2 separate regions of the Sus scrofa genome follow, and region 2 is linked to region 1. The links are chromatin contacts, called in public Hi-C maps. All regions are on one chromosome and are shown on one strand. The core of a region is the stretch at or near the end of the contact, and the rest is flanking DNA. Distances in the headings are between cores, read along the strand shown.

What was found. Hi-C and Micro-C count contacts between places; a contact is called where the count stands out from the background.
Region 2: a contact with region 1 is called in a Hi-C map of skeletal muscle, with 2.8 times the contacts expected there. The contact joins the promoter of MED25 here to the promoter of CPT1C in region 1. A contact is called at or near these places in 1 of 5 promoter capture datasets (liver), 2 of 47 Hi-C or Micro-C datasets (both in skeletal muscle) and 1 of 2 datasets of contacts at active chromatin or transcription factors (alveolar macrophages).

The regions. Positions count from the first base shown.
Region 1 is chr6:54,728,567-54,736,386 of Sscrofa11.1, forward strand. CPT1C (carnitine O-palmitoyltransferase 1, brain isoform) reads left to right here and starts at 4,135. Exons shown (of 19, transcript XM_021094747.1): 1 at 4,135-4,410; 2 at 5,408-5,562; 3 at 6,227-6,366. ADM5 (adrenomedullin 5 (putative)) reads left to right here and starts at 3,043. Exons shown (of 2, transcript NM_001099939.1): 1 at 3,043-3,333; 2 at 3,557-3,972. The coding sequence starts at 3,263. The coding sequence ends at 3,809. PRMT1 (protein arginine N-methyltransferase 1) reads left to right here. Exons shown (of 9, transcript XR_002344722.1): 8 at 1-396; 9 at 1,545-1,845.
Region 2 is chr6:54,831,586-54,839,405 of Sscrofa11.1, forward strand. MED25 (mediator of RNA polymerase II transcription subunit 25) reads left to right here and starts at 2,718. Exons shown (of 19, transcript XM_003127336.5): 1 at 2,718-2,929; 2 at 3,023-3,068; 3 at 3,427-3,551. The coding sequence starts at 2,796.

The DNA.
Region 1 (7,820 bases), core at 2,885-5,384:
ATTGCTGCTGTGGCTGTGGTGTCTGCTGGCAGCTGTAGCCTGGGAGCTTCCATATCCACGGGTGCGGCCATTCAAAAAAAAAGGCAAAGAGAAGAAAAAGAGCGGCCAGGGGGACCCCGAGGCCCCAGATTACCTGCCCAGGAAACGGCCCCTCTCCCCAGGCTTGCCGAGGGTGAAGAGACTGTGGTCCCGGCTCCGTCCGCAGGCACAGGGGGTGGGGTGGGGGCTGGGGGCCGGGTCGGGGGGGTGCCCGGCTGACCCGCCTGCCCCCCAGGCCCCGAGTCCCCGTACACGCACTGGAAGCAGACGGTGTTTTACATGGAGGACTACCTGACGGTGAAGACGGGCGAGGAGATCTTTGGCACGATCGGCATGCGGCCCAACGCCAAGAACAACGTGAGGCTCGCGAGGAGGGGGAAGGGCTGGGGGGGCCCCCAGCACCCCTTACCCCAAGCCCAACGGCGGACTTGGCTGCCCTCTGCTATTCTAGACACTTCTGCGTAGCTGGGAAGGGGGCCAGCGGGTGTTGGAGCCGGAAGGCGGGCGCGGGGCCAGAGCTGGCGGGAGAGCCTCACGTAGGCATGGGGATGAGGAAGGCGAGGAGGGCTGTTCATGCCCCTGAGCACCGGGCTGGACGGAGCTGCCCGCCTCTGAGACGCGGGCCTCTGCCAAAGTCAGGAGCCGCAGCCCCGCCCGCGGGCGGGGGAGGGGAAAGGTCTCGAGTCCAGGGCCGGGGGCGTGGCCTGCGCTGAAGTGTCAATCAGGTTGGGGCGGGGCGTGATGCCCCCAAGGTGGCCCCTGCTTTTTAAGTCTGGGAGGTAAGAGCCGATTTAAGCAGCGATTCTCAACCATGGATAATCCCCCCCCAGGACAGGTCAGCGTCTAGAGACATTAAGAGGCCCTGCTGGTATCCAGCGGGTAGAGGTCAGGGGGTGACAGCTGCTGAGCATCTGGGGTGCGCAGGATAGTAAGAATCTCCCTAGACACAAGAGTGGTCCAGCCCGAGATGTCAGTTGTTGCACAGGTTGAAAAAACCACAACTAACGAGAGACCCAGAGAGGGAGGAGGAAGGCGGGATCCAGGGCTGAAAGGCAGTGATGGCCCGGGGCAGAAGTCACTGAGGTCCCCGTGACTGTCCCAGCCAGGGAGTGCTGGGGGCCATGGCTCCGGGAGGGTTGGTGCCCAGGAAGCTGTGGAGGAGAGGAAGTGGGGATGGTGGGGTGGGACCATGGAGTGTTTTGAGAGGAGAAAGTGCTGGAGAGAGATTTGCTTCTCATAAAGGAAGGAAGAAATACCTGTTTTGCTGATGGGGGAAATCTGATGATGCCTGAGACAGCAGCGGACCTCTGCCCCTGCTGGGGGCGGGTGTTGGCTGGGTTCCCAGTGGGTTTGAGGCTGTCATGTGAGCGTCTTGTTGGGAGGCAGGCAGGGTTCGAGGCAGAGGCTGGGCCTGGGCCCAGCAATGTGGGGTCTCTGGGGACGGCCTGTGGCTTCTGTTCCCCAGGGGCCTCTGTCTCTGCCTCATGCCCACGCTCTCCCCACAGCGTGACCTGGACTTCACCATTGACCTGGACTTCAAAGGCCAGCTGTGCGAGCTGTCCTGCTCCACCGACTACCGGATGCGCTAGGTGGCGCCGGCTTTTCCCACCCTGGCCGGGCCGGCCCTGCGAGGGCCCAGGGGCTGCGGCATTCTTAGGCGGTTTCGGGGCTCCCCCTTCCTCTCCCACCCTCCCTCCCACAGAAGGGGGTTTTAGGGGCCAGGGGCGGGGGGCACATCGTGACTGTGTTTTTCATAACTTATGTTTTTATATGGTTGCATTTACGCCAATAAATCCTCAGCTGGGACGGCTCAGCTTCCTGGGGGCACAGTGGGGTCAGGGTCCCAATCCACAGGTGCTGAGATGCCAGCCCTAACCAGAGCATGCGGACAGCGCCAGCTGGTGGCTGCGGGGCTCTCGCACCCCTTCTGGGTCTCTGGGTCTCTCTCGGGGTCCTCCACTCTTTCAAGGGTTTGTCCCAGGACCTTCCCCACCAGCTCGAAAGGTCTGCCCCCCATTCTTCTCTGCCATGCCTCTGGTGGCCTGTTCCTCTTGTCCCCACTGAGCAGGGTTCCTGCTCCCAGCTGCCCTGCGGGGATGGGGGAGGGTGGGGGTGTGGGTTCCCAGCACAGCTGGGCCCTTAAGTTTCCCAGAAGGCCCTCTGCAGCCTTCCCCCCACACATTGTTCCGCTCTGGCTGTTTTTTCCTGTCCAGGACCCTCCAAGGCCAAGTCAGAGCTGACTGGCAGCGACGACTGCCCTTGCCTCTTGGGCTGGGGAAACTGAGTCCTTTGGTGGGGTGTGCTCGTAGGGGGGATAGAATGCTTTGTTGTGGGGGTGGGGGGATCTCAGCAGAGGGGGGTTTTCCCACCTTCTGGCCCACTTTAGAGGTGGACACTAAGGCCCCATAACCACCTTCCCACAGCTTCCTGGGGGGCTTTCTATTCAGTCTCTGCCAAGGCCATGGCAATGCCCCTGCCTGCCCTTCCTTTCTCCGGGCCTTGTCCAGAGTCACTGGTCCCCCAGCTTCAGGACCTGGATCACTCAAGACACACTCCCCAGACACACTGTCCGTGGCCCTGGTTGGGGTGTCAAGGCCGCCTGCCCCTCATGCTCAGCTCCACCCATCCCTCTCCCAGGATGGTGACCATGCCAGAGCCCACACTTCCTCTGCAACCTTGGGGCCTCCCTTTGCCATCTGTCCCAATTGCCAATGTCCCACGTTGCCCAGCCCCCCCCCCCCTCCCCCCGAGAACGATCGTCTGTCCCCTAAGACTGCGGTCTCTCCAGCTTCTGGGCTACTCAGGTCCCCAGCAGATGAGAGGGTGAGGTGCTGCCCTGCCTCCACCCCTTCCTGGAAGCCTCGCAGCTGCGTCGGTGGCCGCTTGCAGGTGTCGGCCGCCCCGCCCCTCCTTCCTGCGCCTTAAAGGGGTCGCGTCTCCCGAGGCCTCCCAGGGGCATAGGCCGCATCGCGGCGGGACCCGCACACCCGTGAGGGCTCCGTACCCACGGTGCGGAAGGTGGGCGTCTGGCTCCTAAATCCTTCCCTTCTGGCGTGGTGTGGCTCTTTCGGCCTCAGTTTTTTCCTCCTGAGAAGTGGGGACGCCCTGAGTCCTCGCGCTAAAGCAGGCGCTCGGGGGATTCTCCAGACCCGGGGAGTTGGGCGGGGCCGGACCCCGGAGGAGCCGCTCGACTCGAGGGGTTCCCCCCCCCCAGCCCCTTACGATGACCGCCCATATCCTCTTGCTGTGGCTCTTTGCTTCCTCCATCCTGGGGGACCCAGACTCCGCGGGCAGGTGAGAAACGCTGGTGGCTGCGGGGACTGGGTGGGAAAAAGACCGCGAAAGGCATGCGCCCTCTCTAGGCGGCTTTCCGCGTCGGTGCCTCGGGAGGATGGGTGGGGTGGGAAGATGATCTGCAGACGCGGCCCGCCAGTTTCGGACTTCTGGGTCTCCCCATCGGGCCGCATTTCTCGAGTGCATTGTTTGAATCGGCCCTTCTCCCACGCTCCATCCCCAGGCTGACCCGGCACCAGGTTTCCCTAAAGAGCGGGCGCCTGTGTTCCCTGGGCACTTGCCAGACGCACCGCCTGCCAGAGATCATATACTGGCTCCGTTCTGCCTCCACCAAGGAGCTCTCAGGGAAGGCTGGCCGCAAGCCTCAGGACCCCTACAGCTACGGGCGGCGGCGGCGGCGGCGGCGGCGGCGGGAGGCCAGACTCCTGCGGCGTCTCCAGGACCCCAGCCTGCGCAGAGCGCAACTTGCTGGGTGACATTGGGCACATCTCTACGCCTTCCCTGGCCTCAGTTTACCCATCTGTGTATTGAGGCTGTGACCTCAAGTTTCTTTTGCCCTAACTCCATCCACCTCCCCAGACTGCAATTGGGCTGGACCCACGTGCACACCGGACCCAGGCTGGACAAAAAATGTTAACGTCCAGAGCTGAATAAATATACGAGAATTCCATGTTTCAAGTCTCTGCTTGTCTGTGCCTATTCTGGCCTCCCAGCCTGAGCCTGGTCCCTAATATATTCTCCCCTTTATCCATGCACCATTTTCCCCTCACGGAAGTCGCTCTGCCTAACTTGAATCCGAGCCGTGAAGCGCCTTCACGCCAACTCAATCCATGCAGTTGCACTTTCCGTGGGTGGTTTTGCTGGGTCAACCCGACCCCAAAGCAGCCCTCCTCCCTCCCGAGCGGTAGGGCTGAGATTCGCTCGGCTCCCACGCGCGTGGGCCGAGTTCCAGGCTGAGCCTCCTTCCTCAAAGAGAAAGAGTGAAAAAGACAAAGAGCGGACTGGGGAGCCGAAGAACCCGGGGTTCGGAGAGCGCTGCGTAGAACCGGGGCGGCCCAATTGTGGAGCATCGGGCGGGTAGGAGTCTGAGGGCTGGGGATCGAACGGATGGAGGGGATTGGACGCTGGAATTCGAAGGGGGCGGAGAGAGAAGATTGGGAGGGGCGGGGATAAAACCCGGGACTAGAATATCCGGAGAGGCAAAGGCGAGACAGAAATTGGGGTTCTTGGATGTTGGATAGTCAGAAGCAGACAGGAGCTCTGAAGGTCCGTCGACCCAGTTGTGGCCTCGTAGCACTGGAACTGGACATAGGCAAGTGGGAGGCATGGGTCCGGAGCTCTAAATCGGGGGTCGCCCGTGTACTCCCGCTAGGATCAGATCGGCAGACCCCTGACTCAGCGTGGTAAGTGCCGGACTTAGAGCGGCCCGAGCTTCTGCTGGAGCTGGAGGATTGTGTCGGGCTGGGAGTGCAGGCCTCTCCATCACCTGTCCTCGACGCTCGCCTCTGCCCTCAGCCTCCGCATCCCTGCCTGCGAGGCATGCGCAGTAGGGGTGCCCCGCCCCCGCTCATCCCTTTCAGCCCCGGAAGGGGGGGAGGGGACGTTGGACCACCCCAGAGAGGATGGCTTGGTAGAGAGCCCCCGCCCAGCTGCCCCCTCCCGACACTCCCCTCCCAGCTCCCTGGAGGGGGAAACGGAAATGGTGTGGAAGATGCCAGCGTCCGGCAGGTGTTCATTTCAAAAGGGTTTGGGTTTAATGTTTTTCCGGAGACTTCGCAACTCACCCTGAATTGAATCGGTTTTCCGCCCCGACCCCCGAATCTTGGACGTCCATTGGGGAGGGGGCACTGTCCCCGTCACGTTCTCAGAATAGCCGCAGAAGAGGTTAGAGCGAATTACCCCTCCTGCCTCTCTGTGCGTTCAGTTGAAGTCCCCCCACACCAGCGTCTAAGGCCAGGACCCTCACGACCCCTCAGGTGGTTAGGGAAGGATAAGCTGGCGTCCTATATTCCTGGATCTGCGGGGGCGGAGGGGAGGGTCTGGAGAATGACCGTCTGTCCTTCCCCACCCCCAGGGCTGGAGCGTGACATGGCCGAAGCGCACCAGGCCGTGGGTTTCCGACCCCCGCTGACCTCGGACGGGGGAGAAGTGGAACTCAGTCCCCCATTGTTGCAGGAGATCTACCTCTCCGGACTGCGCTCCTGGAAAAGGCATCTCTCCCGTTTCTGGGTGAGGAGGGCTGCGCCTTGGTTTCCTTCCGGGAATACAGTTACCTGCTTCCGGGATGCTGGAGCCCCACTTCCGGCATCCTGGTGGTCCCACTTCTGGGAGCTTGTCATCCCTTCTGGGAATTTTGATGTCCACTTCCAGGACCCTTTAAAGCCATTTCCAGGTTCTCCGTGGCTTACTTCTGGGATCCTAAACCTCACCTCCTGGGAACCCTCATTCCTCTCTCCCTGGACCCTCTCCCCATGCCCACAAACACCAATTTCCCCTTACCTCTGGTGCATCTAAAAAGACCAAAAAACAAACAAAAAAATAAAATAAAAAATAAATTAAAAATAAAAATGGAGTTCCCGTCGTGGATCAGTGATTAACGAATCCGGCTAGGAACCATGAGATTGCGGGTTCAATCCCTGGTCTTGCTCAGTGGGTTGTGGATCTGGAGTTGCTGTAAGCTGTGGTGTAGGTCACAGACGCGGCTTGGATCCTGTTGCTGTGGCTCTGGCGTAGGCCCACAGCTACAGCTCCTATTTGATCCTAGCCTGGGAAACCTCCATGTGCTGCAGGTGCAGCCCTAGAAAAGACAAAAAATAAAATGATCAAAAAAGATTAAGAATGGTGCTCAGCAGATGGGATAAGTGATTGAATAGGTGCTCTCTCCTCTCTGCAGAACGACTTTCTCATAGGTGTGTTCCCTGCCAGCCCGCTCAGCTGGCTCTTCCTCTTCAGTGCAATCCAGCTTGCCTGTTTCCTCCAGCTGGATCCTTCCCTAGGACTGATGGAGAAAATCAAAGAGTTGCTGCCAGACTGGTGAGGTCCCCCACTTCAGCCCAGGAACCTCCTAATCCCTTTCCCTCCACCCAGTAAGTTTCTCTATCAGCATGATATGCCTGTTAAAGAAAAGTAATCTCTGAGACTTACTCGCAGTCAGATTAATAAAGGTATGGCAGCAAGTAAAGGAGGTGATCGCCTCTCTTGTGTCTGCACATTTTCCATCCTGGCTGCTTTTTTTTTTTTTTTTGTCTTTTTAGGGCCACACCCACAGCATATGGGGGTTCCCAAGCTAGGGGTCGAAACGGAGCTACAGCCTCCTGCCTATACCACAGCCATAGCAACACCCAGATCCAAGCCGCATCTGCAGCCTACACCACAGCTCTCGCAGCAATGCGGGATCCTTAACCCACTGAGTGTGGCCAGGGATAGAACCCACAACCTCATGGTTCCTAGTTGGATTCGTTTCTGATGTGCCACGACAGGAACTCCATCCTGGCTGCTTCTTGCTAAGAGGGATGGTGACAAACTGGACAATGTCTGGGCACTGCGATGTACCATGAGCTCTGCTAATCTAGCTGTGTAATCTTAAGCAAGAGACCTCACCATTCGTGTCAGGGTCTTTACCTGTAATATGGACGTAATAACAGGTGTTTCCTAGGGTGGTTGGAGGAATTAAACAAAATCTTGCCTGGGGAATATTCAGTACAGTGCCTGATGGTTATTACAGGGGAGAGACTGAATTAGTATAGTTGTTGGGAAAGGTCTGGAAACCAAATGTGGGTGAAATGGCACATTCTAAATCTTGGATTAGTCCTTCTGGGGAAGAATGTTCAAATTTTGTGCAGACAGCCTCAAAGGGCAGACCCAGGGTCAGAAATAGAGATTTCCAGAGAAGCTAGATTGACCCAGTCTGCAGAAGGGAAATGATTGCCCCAAGTCTTCCACGTAGGGTTTTCTCAAGTTCACTTGCAACTTTGCAAACATGTTAACTTACTGTAGCTTTAGACCGGTGTCTCTTAAGCTTGAGCTTGTATTTAAATCACCTGGGGAGTTCCCACTGTGGCTCAGCGGTAATGAAGCCAACTAGGATCTATGTGGGCCCAGGGTCGATCCCTGGCTTCGCTCAGTGAATTAAGGATCCGGCGTTGCTGTGAGCTGTGGTGTAGGTTGCAGACGAGGCTTGGATCTGGTGTTGCTGTGGCTGCGGTATAGGCTGGCAGCTGTAGCTCTGAATCGACCCCTAGCCTGGGAACTTTCACATGCTGAGGGTGCATCCATAAAAAGAAAAAAAAAAATAGCCTGATTGCTGGGCCGAATGTCAAGAGATTCTAACTTAGTAGGTCTGGGTGGGGCCCAGGAATTTGCATTTCTTTTTTTTTTTTTTTTTTTTTGTCTTTTGTCTTTTTTGTTGTTGTTGTTGTTGTTGTTGCTATTTCTTGGGCCGCTCCCGCGGCATATGGAGGTTCCCAGGCTAGGGGTTGAATCAGAGC
Region 2 (7,820 bases), core at 1,468-3,967, 100 kb after region 1:
CTTTTTCTAGGGTTGCACCTGTGGCATATGGAGGTTCCCAGGCTAGGGGTCCAATCTGAGCTGTAGCCGTCAGCCCACACCACAGCCACAGCCATGTCAGATCCGAGCTGTGTCTGCGACCTGCACCACAGCTCACGGCCAACACTGGATCCTTAACCCACTGAGAGAAGCCAGGGATGGAACCCGCAACCTCGTGGTTCATAGTCAGATTCCTTAACCACTGAGCCATGACAGAAACTCCAAGATAAATTTGATCATGGATTTAAGTGTTTGACCAGACTAAGAAATAATTTTTTTTTTTTTTTTTGGTCATTTCCAGGGCCTCACCTGTGGCATATGGAGGTTCCCAGGCTAGGGGTCCAATCCGAGCTGTAGCCGCTGTAGCTGTAGCCACAGTCACAGCGACACAGGATCCCAGCCTTGTTTGCTACAGCTCACGACAACGCCAGATCCTTAACCCACTAATCGAGGCCAGGGATTGAACCCGAATCGTCTTGGTTACTAGTCAGGTTTGTTAACCACTGAGCCACGATGGGAACTCTAGATGGCAGGGTGGTGGTGGTGTTGTTTAGCCACACCCAAGGCTTATGGAAGTTCCCAGGCAGGGATACAACCCATGCCTCAGCAATGTCCCCAGCCACTGCAGAGCCAATGCTGGATCCTTAACCTGTTGCACCACATCAGGAACTCCTGGGGGATTTGTTTTCAAAGGGTTCAGCAGGAATTCCTGTTGTGGCATACGCTGGTGGTAATAAACTCAACTAGTATCCATGAGGATGCAGGTTCAATCCCTGGCCTTGCTCGGTGGGTTAAGGATCTGGCATTGCCGTGTGAGCTTTGGTGCAGTTTGCTGACCGGGCTCAGATCCTGAGTTGCTGTGGCTATGGTTGTGCGGTAAGCTAGCAGCTGCAGCTCAGATTCAACCCCTAACCTGGGAACTTCCATATGACACAAGTGTGGCCCTAAAAAGTAAAAAAATACCTAAATAAATAAAATGGTTCAGCAAAGGAGTTCCCTGGTGGTGCAGCAGGTTAAGTATCCCCTGTTGTCACTGCCGTGCCTTTGGCATTGCTATGGTGGGGGTTTGACCCCTGGCCTGGCAATTTCCATATGCTGGAGGTGCAGCCAAAAGAAACAACACCATAAAACGTTCAGCAAATCAAAAAGGAAAAAGATAAATGTGACAATATAGTGATACTGCTGAGTGTGCAAAGCAACGCACCCTTTTTCCCTGAAATATATCGACAAACTGCATTGGAAGACGTTGTTCTCATTTCCACCCCCACTATCCCACGTCTTCACCAGCTTACTTTACCCAAACCCCCTCATCCTCATGGACGTGTGTTTTCCAACCTTCCAACATAATTACCTTGACAAGAGTAAAATGCTGACAGCACTCTTTTTTTTCTTTGGCTGCAGCAGAGACATATGGAAGTTTCCAGGCCAGGGATTGAACCCCTACCACAGCAGCGACCCCAGCTGCTGCAATGACAACAGGGGGTCCTTAACCCGCTGCACCACAGGGGAACTCCAGTATTATTTAATCGAAGATGAGTGGCTTTCAGAGATTTACTCCCTTTTTCTTTTTTTTTTTCTTTTTAGCACCCCCCCCATATGGAAGTTTCCAGGCTAGGGGTCCTATATGAGCTGTAGTCACCAGCCTACTCCACAGCAACTCAGGATCTGCGCTGCATCTTTGACCTACAAGCTCATGGCAAAGCCGACTGTTAGCCCACTGAGTGAGACCAGGGATCGAAAGCACATCCTCATGGATACTAGTGGGGTTTGTTAACCACTGAGCCACGAGGAGAAGTCCATTACTCGATATTTTAAAATAGGTTTTGTGGGTGGGAAAAGCCTGCAATATTTTCCTTCCCCACCTAAAAAAAGTATTATTTTCCTAAGTTTCTATTAATTAGTAAAATGTATCTGTGTAGTAAATTTCTGTCAACACTTAAGTTCCAACGACTTTCCCGGTTTATAGATCGTTTTCAACTTGGTTTATGGAGTCTTTTGCGGAGAAACAGATCTGTATTTTACGTTTTCTGGCTTTGCTGCAATGATAAACTCTTTTTTCCAGTCTTCAAGATTATACAGTGTTATGGTTTCATTTGCATTTTTAATCCACCTGGAACGTATTTCAGATCTAGGCCGGTTTCTGGCCTCTCGCCCAGAAAACAACTATCAGGTGTTACTTAGCAACCACCACTGGGGTTGGAGTGAGCCGTCTCTTCAGGGAAAAAAAACAGCTGCACTCTCTCCAGAGTCGATTGCCCCTTTAAAGCGTTGCCTAGTAACCCTGTTTCAGACTAGGTGATTGGACCCTGCACACGACCCACCCCCCCCTCCCGGTTCCCTGGGAGCCAGAAAGAATTTAGCTGAAAACCTAATCTCTGTCAGAAAACCAGGGCAGCGTGCGCGTTGCATGGCAACTAGATCTTCCGACCCTCCCAGTGAAACTAGTGTCGGAAGAGCCGCCCCGCTCAAAGATGGCGGCCGAAGCGCCGCTCTCAATATATTTCGTTCTCTACGTCCTGCCAATAATTAATCTTTACACCAGGCCCCCGAAGGGGTTCTCTAGGTCCTTTTGGAGGCTTGCACAAGGTTGGTACGAAGGAGGATGGAGATCAACCGACGCGCCCTGAGTGCCCCGCACAAACATGGCCGCAGGCGCGGCGTCAGGGGCGCGAGGCCGTCCGGCGCAGGCGCGGGCGCGGCGCAGGCGCACTTGCGCTCATCCCGCGGTGGCGGAGACGGCGACGGCGGCAACGGCAGCGGCGGCTGGGGCGCGGGGCATGGTACTCGGGTCGGAGGGCCCGGCGCGCGCCGGGGGCCTCGTAGCTGACGTGGTGTTTGTGATTGAGGGCACAGCTAACCTGGGGCCCTACTTCGAGGGGCTTCGAAAGCACTACCTGCTCCCCGCCATCGAGTGAGTGAGGTTTCCGCGACTCCAACCCCGCCCTCCGACTTTAGTTTTCCAGTCTCTTGCCTCACCCCGACTTTTCACCCCCGACCCTCACAGGTATTTTAATGGTGGTCCTCCTGCGGAGACCGACTTCGGGGGAGACGTGAGTCTTGGGACTCTTGAAGGTCGAGGGAGAGGGAAGCTGGGAGTCCCTACTACTGGGTCTCGGGGGAGGGGCTGGGGTCCGGGCTCTGAGTCCGGGAGGAGGGGGCTGGAGCTGAGGAAGAAGGAGCGGGGCGGGGGGTGGTTCCAGACTCCTGAGTCGTGCGGGAGGGTTGGGGTCCGGACTTCTGGGTCCCAGGGAGAAGGGCCTGGGGGCTTGGACTCCTGGATCCGAGGGAGGAGAGGCTCGGGTGCGGACTCCTGGGTTCGAGGGAGGAGGGAGCTGGGAGCTCCCACTTCTCTGAGAGAAAAGACAGCTGAGGTCCCAGATGAAAAGTTCTTCTGTCCTCCTCTGCCAGTATGGGGGGACCCAATACAGCCTCGTGGTGTTCAACACGGTGGACTGCGCTCCGGAGTCCTACGTACAATGTCACGCTCCTACCAGCAGCGCCTATGAGTTTGTCACCTGGCTGGATGGCATTAAGTGAGCTCTTTTCCGGGCTTTGGGGTGGGTTGGGGGACCCTGGGAGGGACCTGGGTTTGAGCTGTAGGATCCATTCCCTCACATTGGGAAGCTAACAAGGACTGTGATTGGGATTGTGGTTTTGTCCTAAGTCACTTGTGTGCCCGGTTCTGTGTGCTCAGCGGTGATGCCATCTGGTTTGGAAGCGGAAGGAACTCTAGCACCCAGGCCCTACTCTCCGTGCGATTTCCCCCCTTTTTGTTTGTGTTTCATTTCTCCCGTGGCTTCCTTTTTCAGCTGAGCGCAGTGAAGCCTGATTGAAAGGGGGTGGGGTTGGGCTAGGCATCTTGTGCTTTGGAGCAGGTTTTGATAAGTTTGCATTGCAAACTCTTGCAGGTGCAGACAGCCTGGGGCCACCGCATGGCTATACCCCAACAGAACTCCCAGACCCAGGAGTCCTGGTTCTCTCTGTGTTTAACATAATTTATCTCTAAAAGGGGAATGTTGATAGTTCTTACAGCTATTGTATTCCTTCTCTCCTGTTGGGCGACAGATTGAAATTTAGCTGCTTAAAAACAAGGCCCTGAAAAGCAAAACAAACCGAAAAAGAGTTCCTGCTGTGGCTCAGGCAGGTTAAGGATCCAGCTTGTCTCTGTGGTGGCGAGGGTTTGATCCAGCTTGTCTCTGTGGTGGCCCAGTGCCGTGGGTTAAGGATCTGGCATTGGCTCTGACCACGGTGGTGTAGGTCGCAGCCGTGGCTCAGATTTGTTCCCTGGTCTAGGAACATGGGTGCAGCCAAAAAGAGAAAGAAAAAAGGGCAACACAAATAGTTATTATCTCATGTGGTCTCTGTAAGTAAGGGATTCAGGAGGGGCTTTGATGGATGCCTCTGGCTCAGGGTCTCTCTTGAGATTTCAGTCACCATGAGCTGCAGTCACCAGTCATTTGGCAGTTTGATTGGGACTGATGTATCCGTTTCCTAAGTGGCTCACCCAAAGGCTGTTGGCTGGAGGCCTCCACTCCTTGCCGGCTGGTAGCCACAGGGCATCTCCATGGGGCTGCTTGCGTGTCCTCCCAATGTGGCAGCCGGCTTTCCTCAGCCCGAGCATCCCTTGCAAGTTCCACAGCAGCAGCTCTCATTCAGCTCCGTCCTGTTCCGCGTGTGAGGGGGTGGGACTCCCATGAGCTGAGGATCATTGAGGACCTCGTGAGAACTTTGTAGGGTTACCTTGTGAATTAAGCAAATGAGTTGCTGACGATTTAAAACAGTGCCTGATGTATGAAGTGCTGCCTAAGCTTTTGCTGTTAGCTCGGGTTTCGGCGTTCCGTTTCTTGGTTTGCAGTTGGATAACAGTAGTCTGTGTTTCAGCACTCTTGGGGCGGGGGGCGGGGGGTCCCAGGAGCTCATCTTCTTACTGTGTTCAGCTCAGGGTCTGGTCAGAGTTCATTAACCCGTGCTGGTTTGTGGTGTAGGCTGGCAGCTGCAGCTTATACTCGACCCCTGGCCTGGGACTTCCATACGCCACAGGTGCGGCCCTAAAAAAAGGAAAAGAAAAAAACAGTGTCAGTTCACAGGCTGCTGTTAATCTTCATACATCCCCGCAGCGAATGTGGTTGAAGGCCTGCTTTGCTGCAGGCTGTGTGCAGGACTGGGGGCTGCGCCTTCGATGGAAACTTGACAGGTTTCCCCGTGTGGTCAGGGAGAACAGGATTTCTCAACCTCGGCTCTGTTGACCCTTTGAACCGAATGATTCTTTGTGGTGGGGGGGCCATCTCATGCCTCTTGAGGTGTTCAGTAACTGGCCTCTACCCACCAGATGCCGGTGGCTGCTTCCCTTTCAAGTGTGACAAACAGAAATGTCTCCAGACATTGTCAAACGTCCCCTTGGGGCAAAATCCACGCCAATCGAGCCCCACCGGGAGAGGTGGTGGGAAGATGTGAATGGTAAATGGGGGCTCCTTGAGGCCCACGTCCAAGTCTGACGTCTCTCAAGTCTCTAGCACCCAGTGCAAGGCCTGGCACAGGGGAGGCCAAAGGAAAGCTTTGCTGAACAAGCGAGTAAAGGAATGAAGGCCCAGCATGCACTTCATCCTCTGCTTCTCCCTGGCAGACTCCTATATAAACATCATGCCCCAACTCACATGTCCTTTCCATGATTTTGGCAAGCAGCCATTTGTGCCCTTCTCTGCCCCCGTTGCTCCTGGGTGTTGCCCTGCCACAGCCCATACCTCTGGACTGTGAATGTCTAGGACTGGCTCTTGGTCCTACCATTCGCTTCTAGCTGGAGCCTAGCACCCACGAGGCCTCAGGAGATCTTTGCTGAATAAACGAAAGAGTGAAAGCAATGGCAAAGATAATCTCCAGGAAACGAAACCTGGCGGGTATCAGGAAAGGCAGACAGACCCCCTTATTTAAAAAGAAAAATCAGGGGAGTTCCCGTCGTGGCGCAGTGGTTAACAAATCCGACTAGGAACCATGAGGTTGCGGGTTCGGTCCCTGCCCTTGCTCAGTGGGTTAAGGATCCGGCGTTGCCGTGAGCTGTGGTGTAGGTTGCAGACGCGGCTCGGATCCCGCGTTGCTGTGGCTCTGGCGTAGGCTGGTGGCTACAGCTCCGATTCGACCCCTAGCCTGGGAACCTCCATATGCCGTGGGAGCGGCCCAAGAAATAGCAACAACAACAAAAAGACAAAAAAAAAAAAAAAAAAAAAAGATTCACAGTTGTCATTGTTTTGTCAGGTCCTATGTAACCATCTGAGTTCAGTTTCTGTGACTTTCTGGGTGAGTCTGTAACAAAGATCACAAAGTCACCGAGTTTCATTCACACTTGGAGAAATTGTATCTTCTTCGGGAATTTCCATCACTTAAGGAACAAAGCAGGTAGTGTGACTCTTGAAACGCCCTTGCTTTGCGAAGATTCATTCCCCCCCCTTTCATTTATTTATTTATTTATTGTCTTTTTGCCGTTTCTAGGGCCGCTTCTGCGGCATATGGAGGTTCCCAGGCTAGGGGTGGAATCGGAGCCGTAGCTGCCGGCCTACACCACAGCAACACGGAATCAGAGCCACGTCTGCGACCTACACCATAGCTCACGGCAACGCTGGATCCTTAACCCACTGCGCAAGGCCAGGGATCGAACCCACAACCTCGTGGTTCTTAGTCGGATTCGTTAACTACTGAGCCACGACGGGAACTCCTTTCCTTGCTTTTTAAAGCCAAACCCGAGGCATATGGAGGTTCCCAGGCTGGCGTCAAATTGGAGCTGTAGCCACCAGCCACCGCCACAGCTCACGGCAACACTAGATCCTTAACCCGCTGAGCGAGGCCAGCGATTGAGCCCACGTCCTCATGGATCCTAGTCTGGTTTGTTAACTGCTGAGCCACAGCAGGAACACGTTTGTTCATTTTGACTAGTCTCTCTGGGGGGCCTCTGAAAGTGGGTGGTGAGGACTCAGCTGTGACATCTGGTGGGGCAAACAGGGGGCATGAGCATGAGGAAGCAGTGAGAGGCAGAGCCCACCTCTGTCCCCAGGGTGCCTGCCTGCCTGCCTTCCTTTCTTTCTTTTTTTCTCTTTGTCTTTTTAGGGCCGCACCCGCGGCATATGGAGGTTCCCAGGCTAGGGGTCCAATCAACTGTAGCCGCCAGCCTACACCACAGCCACAGCAACGCCAGATCCTGAACCCCCCAGGACCAGGGATTGAACCCACGTCTTCTTGGATTCCAGTCGGGTACATTTCCACTAAGTCATCTGACTTTGTTTGTAATTTGAGGGGTTTGTTTGAAACCTTGTGCTATGCAGAACGTGTTTTGCAACTGAACATGTCTTTCTCCTGTTCTTCGTTTAAGTTTTCCTCTTGGATAAAATATTTGTTGTGAGTCTCTCTGAGCTGGTAGCAGATGACTTATGCTTACTGTTCAGTAGAGAAAAAAAAGCAACCTTCAGGGTCTCAAAGTGGTCAATCATGTTTTCCCTCAAGAAAAAAAAATTTTTTTTTTGGTCTTTTTGTTTTTTGGGGGCCACCCTGCGGCATATGGAGGTTCCCAGGCTAGGAGTCAAATCGGAGCTGCAGCTGCCAGCCTACACCACAGCCACAGTAACACGGGATCTGAGCCACACCTGCAGCCTACACCACAGCACCACGACAGGAACTCCGTAAATTACTTTTTAAAAATTGAAGTGAAATCCAGGGAGTTCCCATCGTGGCTCAGCAAAAACGAATCTGACTGGGAACCACGTGGTTGCGGGTTCGATCCCTGGTCTCGCTTAGTGGGTTAAGGATCTGGTGTTGCC